Linked DNA regions of Mus musculus: regions 1, 2 and 3 are each linked to region 4. A link is a contact called in public HiCAR-type, HiChIP or PLAC-seq and promoter capture Hi-C data. All regions are on one chromosome and are shown on one strand. The core of a region is the stretch at or near the end of the contact, and the rest is flanking DNA. Distances in the headings are between cores, read along the strand shown. Region 1 holds the start of Wasf1 (WAS protein family, member 1). Region 2 holds the start of Ccdc162 (coiled-coil domain containing 162). Region 3 holds the start of Smpd2 (sphingomyelin phosphodiesterase 2, neutral). Region 4 holds the start of Sec63 (SEC63-like (S. cerevisiae)).

Region 1 (3,405 bases), core at 98-2,597, 1.9 Mb before region 4:
GTACAAAAGAACGTTGTGTAATTTGAAAGTAGTGAAGCCAGGATTCGTGCCGAGTTCCTCAAAAACAAAACAGTGCCTGGCCGTGGCTCACTTCTAGTGAGGGTACAAATTCTAGTTTGAAAGTCTTGATCCAATATTATCTATGCTCTGAACTTATAACTGATCTAATAAGGCTACATCTTAGTCTACAAATTCAAACTTTCCTCCTCTCCTGAACTAATTTTATCCGACGGAGATAGGAAGGACAGGGGTTAGTGGAGAGCTGCTCCGTACTTCTAATCGTCAAGGAGGATGTGGGAAGAGATGTAAACGCTAGTTACATACTTCTCAGCGCCAAGGTAGACCAGCCTCTAACCCGAGACGAGCTGAAAGCAGTTCCTGAGCTTATTAGTGTCCAAAACACTTACCTTAACTGCCACCTCCGGAGCCGAGTCCACCGCCACGGTCAGAGAGAGCTTGGCTGAAGGCGATTTGGTCAAGTGCATGAGAGAGTCCGCGGCTGGCAGCGGACACCGACTGCCCTCACTGTCCGAATCCGATTCGGACCCCGAGCCCGAGCCATACGAAGCAGCTAGAGCTGCAATCGCAGCCGACATGACTGCAACAGATACTCTCTGCTAAGGCCAGGCCAAGGCGGAAGAAGCAGCGTCTCCCAGGTCCTGTCAGATTGTCATGGAACTCGATATTTACCTCCTTTAAAAAAAATCATTTATAACTTCTCGAAAAAAACTTTATTATTGAGATAACTGTATCAAAACTTGAGATTCACAAACATTTATCTAAAGAAGCACAAGGGATTACAACTATTTGTAACTTTCAGGACCTCGTTGATTAAAGACCCAGTCCTGAGATGTGTTTGAAGCCTCGAGGACCTTCACTCCCGGCGTACAGTGCGGCGAGGAGCTCGCGGCACCATGGGAAATGTAGTTTGGAGCGAGGAGGTGGAGCCCGGCAGAGGGGGCCTGCCTTCGACCCCGCCCCCAAGAGGATGCTTCATTCAATTGGATGTCATCTTCCCTCATTCCCGAGCCCAGCACCGTTCTCTCCGGCCCCCTCCCCCAAAGTGCGGATCGGGCAATACCACAGAGCCTCAGGACAGGGGGAAGCGCCGTCCTCTTGCCCACGGACGGGTAAGTGGGTGGATGCTCATTCTCCCACCATGCCGCCGTACGCCCTGCAGGGTTCGAGGGGAGAGTGCGAATCCTAAGTTCAGAGACCTGGGACCCGTCCGGTGCAGCTCCGGGGAAAGGTCGTGAGGCCAGGCGGAGAGCGCCCCGCGGCTCCCCCTGCTGCAGGCGCGGGTCCCCGCGCCCGGTTGTGGAGCGTCGCGCGGGGAGGGGGCGGCGCAGGGCAGCGGCTGCTCGCGGTGTTGTTCGCTCGCGCGTCGAGCGCACCGCGGCTCGGGCGAGCAGTGGGCGCCCCCGGCGGCATTCCCGGCGGCCCGGCGCCTCAGCCAGTGCCCGGCGCGGCTTCCATCCCGCAGCCCGACGCTCCCGAGGGGCTCCTGGTGGCGCCCCAGTGCGGAGCCGGACCGGCGGCAGCCGCCGAAGCATGTAGAAGGGGTACGGCGCGAGCCCCCCACGGTTTCGCGGTGAGCACGAGTCTCTCAGGATTTTGTCCCTTTTTTTTCTTCCCGGGGTCCTGACGAGGGAACTGTTCTCCACCGACCCGAGCCGAGAGGGGCGTGTGGATGAGCCGGGGTCTGCAGCGGCGGCGATGGATGGGCGCGCCGCCCCCGCCCCCATCCCGGGCTCCCCCGCGCCCGCCGCCCAGCAGCCCGGGCTGCGCGTGGAGGACGAGGCGTGGGATCTCGGGCGCGGGGACTGGCCCGAGGCTGCTCTGGGTGCAGCATCTGCGGCTCTCACCTGCGGCGCGGGGTTCGGGGCTCCGATCCCGCCGCTCCGCCCTTGTGCATCGGCGCCGGCGAAGGCTGCAGCCAGTCGCGGAGCCCTCGGCTCGCCCGGCGTGCCAGCGGTTCTGAAAAGCGAGCCCTGGCCGCGGGTCTTTGCGCCGCGGCTCTCTGCACGACCATGGTAAAGCGAGTGCGGGCATCCCTTTATATTCCAGTTTGGAAGAGAAGGCAGAGAGGGTGCTGGCTCTTTTGATGCCTGGAAATGGGGAGGTTCCTCGGGCAGAGTTAGGGAGACGCTTGCTGGGCTCTGATGTCGGCAGGACTCGCCCATTGTGCCACCCAGATAATTATTCAACTATGCAGCATCCATTGCACCTTTCCCATTTTTCTTTTCCCCTAGCTACAGCATGCCCCCTAGCTTCCGTAGACACCTTCTCTAGCACTTGCGGATGATGAACTAGAATAATGGTGAAAAGAAAGCTCATCGGATCCCAACATTCACGACCTGCCCTGTGACTGACTAATTAATACCTAGCTAGAATAGGTACTTTAATTCGACTCATTCTGACCCTATCCTTTACTATACAAAATGTGCCCGACATTCTATTTACATTTTTTTCTTGGTGTTCACATTAGCTAAGTCTTTATTTTCAGTAATCGGTGTGATTAGTTTATTAGTTGTTCAGTTGTACAAACATCCATTGACATTGTAAATTTAATTGGTAAACTTTCATTTTTCTAATTGTTGGGAGCCGCATAACACAAGTACAGATGCAGTCCCATTTGGAACTCACAGGAACAGTTTATCTTTGATCTAAGTTTCTGTTAGGGAAAGTATTTTTATTTATTTTGAATATTTGAATAACGTACTTATATATAAAATTTTCCGTTTTAATAAGAAAAGTTTTGTATTTGTAGAATATTTGAACATCCGATTTACTAATCATATCTTTCATTTGAATGAGAGGGAGGATTTAATATGGGAGGAGAAAAACTCCCTAACTTGGATTTTAATTTTCACTTAGTTCTTTTTAAAGTATATTTTATTGCCAGTTACAGTTTTTTTCTTTTAACTCTTATCGACATGGATATGAGTAGATCCAGTTTTGAATACCTTAAGGACAGAATATATCTCAAAACCTTGGGAAAAAAACATAGCTACTTACTACTTAAATGATATCATTTAAGAACAGCCTATGAGCCACTAGAAACATCTTTTCCTTTTTATCGGCTTTCCCCTCTTTATGTGTTTAAGCTTGTTTTGTTAACCCTTTCGATACGAACAGAATTGTACACGGACGATGCAAGTGTTTGGAGGTGCAGGGATTATTTAATTTGTAAAGGGCATACATTTAAGTTGACGGTGTAGAATCATTTTTTTTTTTTTTTTTTTTTTTGGCTAGGAAAGACCTTGCAATTTACAAAGTGGACATCTTGCCTTGGTTTCCTAACATGTAAATGGAAACAATACTCTTATGCCACACAATAGTATGCGTTAAATCAGAGAAGATATTTTCCCAGTACTTTTAAACTAACTTTAAGTATTTTAATTA
Region 2 (3,388 bases), core at 699-3,198, 1.0 Mb before region 4:
AACAACAACAAAAAAAAGAAGGACCATTTGGAGCAATTATTAATTTTGTCACCTCTTGTTTCTGAAAAGCCAAATAACTTAGCCTTGCTTTGTTGGCTTTAGCATGAGTAACTCCAATGGGCTTGGCCTGGATGTTGGAACCCTGTGCTCAAAACAATAGCCTCCTGTAATCTTCAAAATGCAATCACCAAGCAAACACCCAGTGAGAGGCCACTTTTGGGTCAAGCACTGTGCCGGATGCCACAGGATGAGCAGAAAGAGAAACTTGCGCTCAGACCTCTCAGCCTATGTGAAGACAAAAATAACCAGTGAACTCAAGGCTAGCTTGTGCTCCAGGAGATGTTTCAACAAAGGAACCCCACACAAAAGTGTGCTGGGTACAGAAAACACCTAGCAGAGACAGCTAGACTAGATCTGGGAGGCAGCAGAGTAAACAGGCCAGAAGACCAAAGAAAAGCTCAACAAGCCAAATCCACAGACGCCTCGGAAGAGAATGGTCAAGATTTGCACCTCAACCCACTGTGGTGGTGCACACCTGCAGTACCAGTACTACAGAAGTGGAGGCAGGAGGACTCCCAGTTTGGGGACAGCCTAGAGAAACAATGTGTGTGTGGCCTAAAGTTTCTTTCCACGGAATTAGATTTCCCTTTCCTTCACAGGCTTATTGGGTGTCGTCTCCTTATTTACACAGACTCACCGAATTCCTGTTTGATACAAGAAACACTAAATGTCACAGGCAATTCGAGTGCTCAGTTTGCACACCCACCCGGTGATGATTACTATCTATGCCGAGAGGTTTGTAAATGCCTACTTAACCACTTTAGCAGAAAGCAGCAGAGAAGAAAGCTGTTCTATTGTTCTTACGCTCTGAGGCAGCTCTGTGACAACGTAGGACCGTCCGTGATCAGGTCAACAGTCTGGGTCGTAAGTTGAAAGGGCACCAGGTTGGGTGTCTGGAGATCAGAGGCTTCGTAACCACTACTCTGAAATGATTCCATCTAATTCTCCTCACTTGATCAAGTATGATAGGACACCGGAAGAGGAATGCTCCCTGGAGACGAGCAGGCAGGATCCAAGCAACCCTCGGGGGCACTGGTCGGGCTAACTGATTTACACGGTAAGTCATTCTCGGGCAAGTGATTGTTTCTTATTCGTCCTCAGCTCATTTTAACAGAAAGATGCAGCGGTGCCCAAGAAGAGCTTTCATCTTGGATGCTCTTTTGGAGAGGACTAGGGTCCAGCTGGCATTAACCCATATGTCACATCTATGAAATGCTCAGTGACTCAGCTTCAGTTAGCGCTCACTAGCGCTTCAGGAAGTCACTAACAGGTGTTCTTCACGGCACATCAATAACTCCAGCCGTGCATCTGCCCGCCCATGCGTCTTTGGTGAGATGGCTCAGTGGGTAAGGAGCTTGGGCAGCTCTCCGGGACACTCCCATGAACTGCCTCAGCTCCAGATCTGATACGCTGACCTCCATGGGCACTCACACACACACACGGCATCCACATCCACATAACCACAAATAATAAATCATTGTGAAAAAAATCAAACTTGTGTTTAATCTTAGTTTGCTATGGCTTAAAAATACTACTTTATCAACTGGCTATGGTGGCACAAACTTGGTGAGGCAGGAGGATCGTGAATTCAAGGCACGCATGAGGCCCGCGGTGTTCCGTCCCTACCCTGGTACCCCACAGGGTTTTTCAAGCCACCATCCTGAATAGTCTACTGTAGCGTGTCTCTCACGTCAACCTTACATCACCCAAAGCTGACTTCCCTCCAGTCCAGCTCTAACAAAGCAGAAATGACCACCCTGCCAGTGACCTGCTCCAGTACAGTTAATTCTAGAGCCCAACTCCCTCCAGTATTAGAAGACTCACAATACCTGCTGCTCCAAACACAGGACTGCTCTGGCTTCACAGTTTCGTGGAAGTTGAGGCTTGCCTTGGCAAGAATGGTCCGATTCCCCTGCCCCCTCCTCTCTCCCTCCCTCTCTCTTTCTAATTTCTAATTAAAGAGAACCCAAACAATTCTTTTTCAGTGAAGTGAAAAGATTAATGAAATCTTCCTGTTCCAGCAAGGAAGTTGCCCAGCAACTCCGAAGCTGCCCAGAGAACGCCCCCCCCCCCCCCCCCAGGACAGACAGCTTTGGCTCCGCCCACCCAGAGTCAGCGGCTTTGGCAAGCAGGTAACTGTGGAGGCAGATTTGTTTGCGTTAGTAACTGTGGAGTGACAAAACCATTCTTCACAGGTTCCTAGTAACTAAATGTCACCCTAACAACCAAAACAGACTCCAGCAGTAACTTGTGTGTGATCATGTTGTTTCTGCACCACAGGGTTCCACCATAGTCTTTCTCCCTTTAGGAACCTAGGATCCGAAACAAGCAAAAGCAATTTCAATTTCCACAAAGAAAGTAAGCAAATTAGAACACTCCAACTCAGTTACCGAGATTTCTACAGTTTTGGCTTTAGCCCATGTGAACTCATCTTTTACTTTTTCCACCCTGCACATAAACAAAAGCATTTTGCAGTAATTCTCAACCCGTGGATCTCGACCCCCTCCTGCGACCCTTCCACGGGGTTTGCATAACAGGTATCCTGCATATCAGAGATATTTATATTATGATTTGTAACAGTAGCAAAATTAGTTATGAGGTAGCAATGAAATCATTTTATGGTTGGGGGCTCCATAACATGAGGAACTTAACTAAGGGGCCACGGCATTAGGAAGGCTGAGAACCCCTGGTTTACAATTTTCCCTAACTGCTGACCCTTGGCTGGGCACTGTACTCCCCCACAGAAACCTAGTGAGGCAGGATTAGTAGAACCCTCATGTTACAGGGAAACCCAAGGCTCTGTGGAATTCTTGGCTTGTGCAGACAAGACTGATTTTGAACCAAGTCTATTCATATTCACTCTGAAATCTTAAGTGGTTTTTTTTTTCAAACTATCTTATACTTTTATGAGACAATTCTCAATTCTTATTTGAAACATTCAAATAGTTATAAGTGGTTACACTTTTTGTATGGTAATTTGTTTTCCCAATATATTTTCCTTGTTTTTATCCTGAGCTGGGAGTCTGGCCCAGGTCAAACCCTTTACCACTGAGTTAAAAGCCAGCCATCTATTTCACACAAAAATGATTTTATTAGTAAGTGAGCAGGTGTAGACCCTTTCCTAAGTGTTCAGGGCTGAGATAAGGCCCTGGTGGGATTTTTCCCTTTCTTTCTAACCTTAATGACAGAGCTCATATTCCTGTGGAGGAAAGTGAAACTGGAGAGATTACAGGATGGAGTTTGGACAGAATTCACTGCAGACATTTCCAAGGCCAGGAGGCTGACACTTACAGTAGATCCACTGCTTAAACCAGAGGGTTGGGGTTTG
Region 3 (3,370 bases), core at 394-2,893, 1.3 Mb before region 4:
CTTGACCCACTGCCTAAGCCTGGCTAGCCCCACTCACATGAGTCACGTAGGCATTGAGCACCAGTCCACTTAGACGGAGCACCAGCAGCCCCACAGACTTCCCACAGAACCAGTCTCCATGATGGAACTGCAGGCAAGAGAAGACAAAAACTCAGGGTACTGACACCCTCCTGCCAAGGCCCCAGGAAGGCTGCGTCCAGTCTGTGTTAGCAAGGATAGGGAAGAGATCCTTACCATGTAGGGGTAACCATTCAGACTGTAGACATGCTGGAAGATTTCCTGGATTGGGTGTTTGGAGAACACACAGAGGCCACTGCCTATCATCCCGCTGAAAACCAACTCTTGCTTAATAACCAGAAGAGCAAGGAGGGGAGTACCCAGCCAGCCCTCTTCCCCTCCGCGGTCTCCCAGCTCTACTGCTAAGATCAACCCCAGAACAAAGCCTAAGACAGCAGCCCTTGCAAGATGAGGGTGACGGCCTGCTCTTCTCACACCCAGAGGAAGAAGATCGAGGGTGCAAGCAAGAATGTTGGAGAGCTTCCTCGTCTGAGAACAGGCTGAGAACACAGGCTTTTCACCTTCTGAAGTAGTGTGCATCTGGATAGGTGAGCGATAGCCTTTGCCTTAGGTACTGGAAGTCCTGCTCACTCCACACCTGAGGAAGAAGGTGAGGATACTTGCTTGGATTTCATCCCAGACAGAACAGTTTTCCTGCGCCGCCTGCCGCCTGCTGCCCTCCTCCAACCTAGCCTGCCCTACAACCTCACCTCCTCCAGGAGAGCCAGATCAAAGTTTTCCAAGTTCAGAAAGTCTCCCAAGCGCTTCATGCGGTCCGCCCTATGTTTGCTCAGGTAGGGGATGTCCCTAAAAGGGGTGGAGGACGCAGGGGGCAGAAGAGATGGGTCAGCAGTTCAATTTCCAGCAAGCACATGACAGCTTACAACTGTCTGTAACTCCAGTTCCAGAGAATCTGGCACCTTCACACAGACATACATACAGGCAAAACACCAAATGTACATAAAATAAAAGTAAATCATTTAAAAGGAAAGACATGGGCCAGGTTTGGGACGATTACTGCTGTCATCACCTCAGCTTTGGATGATAGGGACTTTGGTGATTGCTGCAACCACCCAAGCTCTGGTCTTTAGGCGATGTGGACTTTGGTGGTTCGGGAAGGACAGGGTCTAGCTCGGCTGAAGAAGACCTGCTTCCTTCCTAGGCATGTGCGAGAGGGGACTGGAAGGTGGCTCCGAGGCTGCAGCCCACGCCTGGGAGCACTTACTTACCAGCAGTTGAGATTGAAAACTCTCAGCCGTAGAGAAAAGTTGAGCTTCATGGCTGGAGTGCTTCGGAGCAAGGGCGGCGAGGCGGATTGCGCGCACAGGCTTATTGCCCTGTCCTGCGCTGCCCCGACCCAGGAACGCGAGCTGGTTGGGGGTGGGGGGCGACTCCTGCGTTACTGGGACAAAGGCCGTCCTTCCACCCGGAAAGAAGGTCGGCTGCAAATCCCGGGCTGGCTGCGCGAGGCCGCCGGCAGTCCTGGAAGGAATCTCGGGTGGACTGTTCCAGATTCTTAGGTCCTTCGGTGGGTTCTCCGCACCGCGGCCTACAGGTTCCTCCCTTGTTCCCGGCTCGGCTTCCACCAGCAACAGGCTTGAAGTTGATGCGAGGCCCCGCCCACGAACTCACTCAGGTCCCGCCCCTTGCGGGCGTTCGGGGAGGAGCCACGCGGTTGCCCTGGCGACTCGCACTATTTGTGTTCCGGGCTCTCTGCTGTCCCTGCCATGGCCACCCAGCAGCCGTGCCGGCCCAAGTCGAAGCCCCCAGCATGTCACGTGCGGTTGCCGCCCGAGCCGCCCCTGAAGCTGAAGGTGGTGGGGCTCTTCAAAAGCTCCAGCTTTCAGGTGTCAAAGACCATCGCTGAGGTAACCCCTCGCCCCAGACGCCGTGCGCACCTCAGCCCCCTGCCGCGGTGTCGCCTGCGCTGGCGGGCGGGGGTCCACGTTCTGTCCTAGGGCTGGATGGGGGCATAGAGAACAAATGCTGGTCGCAAGGAAGGGCGACCTGGAAGAGACTCGGAGCGCGAGCGAGCGTTCGCGGGGATCCGTATTGGGAAAATGGTAATTTCGGAACACCTATGCATGGAAATGCTAGTTCACGTGAAATTTTTTATTGGATTATGGATTTACAAAATTCAAAATTACGGGAAAATATTCAAAAGCTCCAGCTTTCAGGACCATCGCTGAGGTAACCCGGTGCCCCAGATACCACCTCAGCCTCCCCGCCTCTAGTTTAAAAAAAAAAAAGAAAAGAAAAGAAAAAAACACTTGTGATTTTTTTTAGTACTTTAATTTTGGAAGGGCCTTTCCTTTATAATTTCTGTAGTTGTTTCTGCATTTTAGCAGAATCAGATACTTTTCAGATTTTTAAGAGATGTCCCAGAAGTGCTGTGAAGAATCCAAGTATGAATTTGTAAACATGTAGAATGATATTTTATGCACCAGGAAACAAACAAATGTAGCCAGGTCAATCATGCCGCAGCACGCCTGCTACCTGGAAACAGGAAAAAACCTGGGGGGTACGGTGGTGAAATACACGCAGCCCTGAGCCAGCAACTAGTTTGTTTGTGCTTGTTTTTTCCAGCTGGAGAGCAAGGGCAGTAGAATTCACCCTCAGAACACACACACACACACACACACACACACACACACACACACCCTTGCTTGCTCTAGCATCCAGAGTGAAAGTGCTGTCTTGTGTGTGTGTTGGAAGATGAAGGCTTAGTGCTTGTGTTTGTTTCTTTATTGGGTTTTTTTTTTTTTTTTGGTATTTTTGAGACATGAACCAGTGTCTTACAGCTAAAGTGGCCTTCCTTCCTTCCTCCCTTCTCTCTCTCTCTCTCTCTCTCTCTCTCTCTCTCTCTCTTTCTTGTTTGACTCTCTTAAGACATTAATATTTCCTGTGGTTGTTCCACACTGCAGGCAAAGTGTTTGCAACCTTTTTTTTTTCTTCCTGGGAAGTTCAATTAGTAAATATGTTAGGTGTTCTGGGACACAGTCTTAGACTTATGTTGAGAAAAACAGTGTGCCCAGGTATGGTAACACAGGCACCCAAAAGGCCAAGACAGGAAGTTGATGGCCAGCCTGGGCTACATAGTTATTAATACTTTGTCTTCATAACAAAGCAAAGCGGTGGACACAGGATATAAGTGTTCTAATAAAACTTTATTGTAGGGGCTGGAGAGATGGCTCAGGGATTAAGTCACAACAAACACTGACTGCTCTTCCGAAGGTCCTGAGTTCAAATTCCAGCAACCACATGATGGCTCACAACCATCCTTAATGAGATCTGACTCCCTCTTCTGGAGTGT
Region 4 (3,246 bases), core at 301-2,800:
GCTTGTGTAACCAGATTTCCTCTCAGACAATGGAAGGCATATTGAAAAGCCATGTAGTTAACTGACTAGTCTTGAAACAATCCTTAAACGCTGGTGCTGGTGTACAGCTTTATTCCCAGCACTCAGGAGGTAGAGGCAGGCTGATCTCTGTGAGTTCGAGGCCAACCCTGGCTAAAGAGTGAGTTCCGGGACAGCCAGGGCTACACAAAGAAACCCTGGCTCAAAAAGAAAAAAAAAAAAACACCCCCCCCAACAAAAAGCAAAGTAAACAAAACAACAACAAAACGGGCAGTTAAGAGCACTGAATGCTCTTCTGAAGGTCCTGAGTTCAAATCCCAGCAACCACATGATGGCTACAGTGTACTCATATACATAAAAATAAAAAATGAATCTTAAAAAAAAATACAGCAGAATGTTTGTACTTGCGCGGTAGCTTCTCTTTTTAAAGATATTGCACAGTTTCCTTTACTATTCACAGCGGTCCTGTGTAAAGTGCCCTGTGTCCTCTTGATCCACAGAGGGCAGTGCAGACACTGGGACCCACCCTGCTAAGGCCACCACTGGACTCTGGTGGGATCTTTGCAAGGTTAGAGGACTATCCTGCAGTTCAGCTGACTCCAGCTTGAGATTCGGTGGCCAGGAGCAGAGAGTGACTGCCTCTTCAGATTGCCCACAGGTTGCAGGGGAGTGCCAGCGGCTCTTTGGGGCGTCAGAGCGATCTGGGTTTGGATCCTCAAGCCCTGAGCAAACCCAAACCATTGAGCGTTACCTCTGGAAAATGTTTTGAGTCTGAATTTTCTCATCAATAGAGCATATATGACATTGGTTCTCAATATGTGGGTCCTGACCCTGTTAAGGGGGAGTTATCAAAAGACCGTTTTAGAGGGAGTATATATATCATGCACATCATATATTTACATTACAATTCGTAACAGTAGTAAAATTACAGTTATGAACTAGAAATGAAAATAATTTTACGGTTCGGGGTCACGACAACATGAGGGACTGTATTAAAGTGTGGCAGCATTAGGAAGGTTGAGAGCCACCGATCTATATTTTGCTTTATTTCATGTTTTACTGACAAATTGAAGACATGATCGCTTGGGTCACAGAAAGCATTAGTGAACTGGCAGCTCCAAATACCAAGGCTTTGGAACTCTGAGGAGTTCCTTGCTCCCTATTCTTTTCATTTATTTATTTTTCCTTGCTCCCTATTTTAATGGCACTTGTTTCCATGAGGTTCACGTGGAGGAAAAGTGAGAGGGATAGGAGAGAGTGGAGAGGTTTGGCAACCTCGCTTAGGTTGCAAAAGCTCAGGTCCCAATCGCACCTAGGACGCTCGCCTCTGCTCACTGCTTGGGGGACCCTGGCAAGAAAGCTCCTGGAATCCGGGAAGGGTGCTGGGAAGGAAAGCCTGGTAAGCAGGGGGCGGGACCCGGGGGCGGGCTTATGGAAAACAGAGGGCGTGGTCCGTGGCTCAGGGGCGGGGCCGCGGGCGGGGTCCAACAGAGTTTCTTTGCTGCGCGCGCCACGTCTCCCTCAGTGAGCGTGTGGAGGAGACGGCCGGGGAGGGAACAGCCGCGTGGGGCGGGAACTAGCTCCTCTCGCGAGAGTTGGCGACGGCCGCGGCGGCGGCGGCGGCGTGTCCGTGAGAGCGGCGTGGGGGCGGGGAGGAGAGCGGCGGCGGCGGCGGCGGCGGCGGCGGTAGCGGCGTCCGAGCTACGCCACACGGGGCCGGGGCGCTGGGAGCCGGGAGCCGGAGCGCAGCGCGGGGTCGTGGCGACGGCGGTGAGGGGAGCGCGGCGGAGGAGGCGGAGCCATGGCGGGCCAGCAGTTCCAGTACGATGACAGCGGGAACACCTTCTTCTACTTCCTCACCTCCTTCGTGGGGCTCATCGTGATCCCCGCCACCTACTACCTCTGGCCGCGAGACCAGAACGCGGGTGAGTCCCGTCGGCGGCCCGCTCTGGCGCGCTCGGGCGGACGCTCCGCTCCGCTCTTCTCCGCTCCGCTCCGGGCCGCGCCGTCCTGCCCGCCGGTGCTGCTCCGCGTCCCAGGGACGCCGCCTGGGCGGCGGGGCCTGAGGGCCGCTGTCCACGGGGCCGGAGCTCGGCGGCGATTTCCGGGGCTGTCCGCCCGCCTGCGTGGTCCGCGGGAGTTTGGCGGGGATCCGATCCGCATTGTTCTGGACGCCCCTCGCCTGCCGCCTCTTTGTCTCCCCAGCCTCGGCTTTGTTGGGTGTTCTTTCTGGAGGGAGCGGGCTGGGCTGGGACGGGGGGCGAGAGAAGAGTTGGCCGAGGGGGAATAAGAGCGTGTGGGCACAACTCCGCATCCTTCGCTCCCGTCACCCTTTCTCCCTCTTGTCCCGGTGTCCCCGCTGCAGCTGTTGGTACAGATGTTTGGGGGCACCCCTAAGCTGGGTGTCATGTTTGGGACTTCCAAGTGAGCTCACCAGCAGCCCACCCCGTCACTTCCTCCGGTTGCTTTTTTCATTTGTTCAATCACATCGTGGGGGTTGGAGAGCGCTGCCGTTATTCCTTTTATAAAAGCACAAATAGGATTTTCTCCGTTTCCTTTCCTCTGGAGTTTCCTGTTTACAACGGAAAAGTGCAGGCATGAAGGATTAAGCGGGATTCGTTGATGGAAGGAGGTAGTTGGTGGGGTCGCAAGCTCCTTTGCTTTTAGTTCTCGAGTCTTTCCACATTAAAGGTCGCGTCAGAACGCAACCCAGTGCAGTTTCCGGGGATGTTAGGTTTAAGATTGTAATGTTGGATTCTGTGTTGCACTTTACTAAGACATATGGCACCGGTTATTCTTAAAGCTGATGGCACTTACAGCAAGCGCCTAATGGGTTATTTCTGGTGGTGGTAACCATAATTAGTAGGTTTCGAGTATAACAGCGGCTCTGGGGGAGAGCGTTCTGTGTCTGCTAAGTTGCTTTTAGGTTGGGTGTGGTGATGATCTAAGTTGTCTAGGTTGTGCACTGCAGCTTGGGAAGAATTGTTAGCAGTGAAGCTCAGGACTTGTTACACTTTGAAGAGAGAGTTCAATGTCCTATAAAATTATCTAGTTTCATAATAGAACTCAAGTAAATTTAAGATAAAGAGCAAGCAACACTTGCATCTCTTTTGTACATTTCACAATAAGCGGAGTAGCAACAATTTACCCAAAGTTACTAGCCTCCGTCGTTTCTCATTCTGGGTTGCTTTATGAAATTTTCACTTCGGACTCTTGAGTTCTGTGTTT

The links. HiCAR-type assays count read pairs that join an accessible place to other places. HiChIP or PLAC-seq counts read pairs in DNA pulled down with a chosen protein or histone mark. Capture Hi-C pulls out chosen DNA fragments and counts their contacts.
Region 1: a contact with region 4 is called in a promoter capture Hi-C map of adipose tissue, with 4 times the contacts expected there. The contact joins the promoter of Wasf1 here to the promoter of Sec63 in region 4. A contact is called at or near these places in 3 of 39 promoter capture datasets (liver and neutrophils) and 2 of 9 other capture datasets (adipose tissue and liver).
Region 2: a contact with region 4 is called in a HiCAR-type map of astrocytes, with 2.8 times the contacts expected there. The contact joins the promoter of Ccdc162 here to the promoter of Sec63 in region 4. A contact is called at or near these places in 2 of 39 promoter capture datasets (hippocampal neurons and liver) and 1 of 115 datasets of contacts at active chromatin or transcription factors (astrocytes).
Region 3: a contact with region 4 is called in an H3K27ac HiChIP or PLAC-seq map of thymic regulatory T cells, with 8 times the contacts expected there. The contact joins the promoter of Smpd2 here to the promoter of Sec63 in region 4. A contact is called at or near these places in 5 of 39 promoter capture datasets (hematopoietic stem and progenitor cells, hippocampal neurons, liver and 1 more), 2 of 115 datasets of contacts at active chromatin or transcription factors (double positive thymocytes and thymic regulatory T cells) and 2 of 9 other capture datasets (adipose tissue and liver).

Annotation. Positions count from the first base shown.
Region 1 is chr10:40,882,480-40,885,884 of GRCm38.p6, forward strand. Wasf1 (WAS protein family, member 1) reads left to right here and starts at 1,348. Exons shown (of 9, transcript NM_001379453.1): 1 at 1,348-1,591. It overlaps Cdc40 (cell division cycle 40), which reads right to left and starts at 664. Exons shown (of 15, transcript NM_027879.2): 1 at 408-664. The coding sequence starts at 596.
Region 2 is chr10:41,714,515-41,717,902 of GRCm38.p6, forward strand. Ccdc162 (coiled-coil domain containing 162) reads right to left here and starts at 1,949. Exons shown (of 48, transcript NM_001358562.1): 1 at 1,890-1,949.
Region 3 is chr10:41,488,697-41,492,066 of GRCm38.p6, forward strand. It overlaps Smpd2 (sphingomyelin phosphodiesterase 2, neutral), which reads right to left and starts at 1,644. Exons shown (of 10, transcript NM_009213.2): 1 at 1,287-1,644; 2 at 768-864; 3 at 579-655; 4 at 235-328; 5 at 38-127. The coding sequence starts at 1,336. It overlaps Ppil6 (peptidylprolyl isomerase (cyclophilin)-like 6), which reads left to right and starts at 1,743. Exons shown (of 8, transcript NM_028430.1): 1 at 1,743-1,925. The coding sequence starts at 1,785.
Region 4 is chr10:42,759,946-42,763,191 of GRCm38.p6, forward strand. It overlaps Sec63 (SEC63-like (S. cerevisiae)), which reads left to right and starts at 1,551. Exons shown (of 21, transcript NM_153055.3): 1 at 1,551-1,943. The coding sequence starts at 1,820.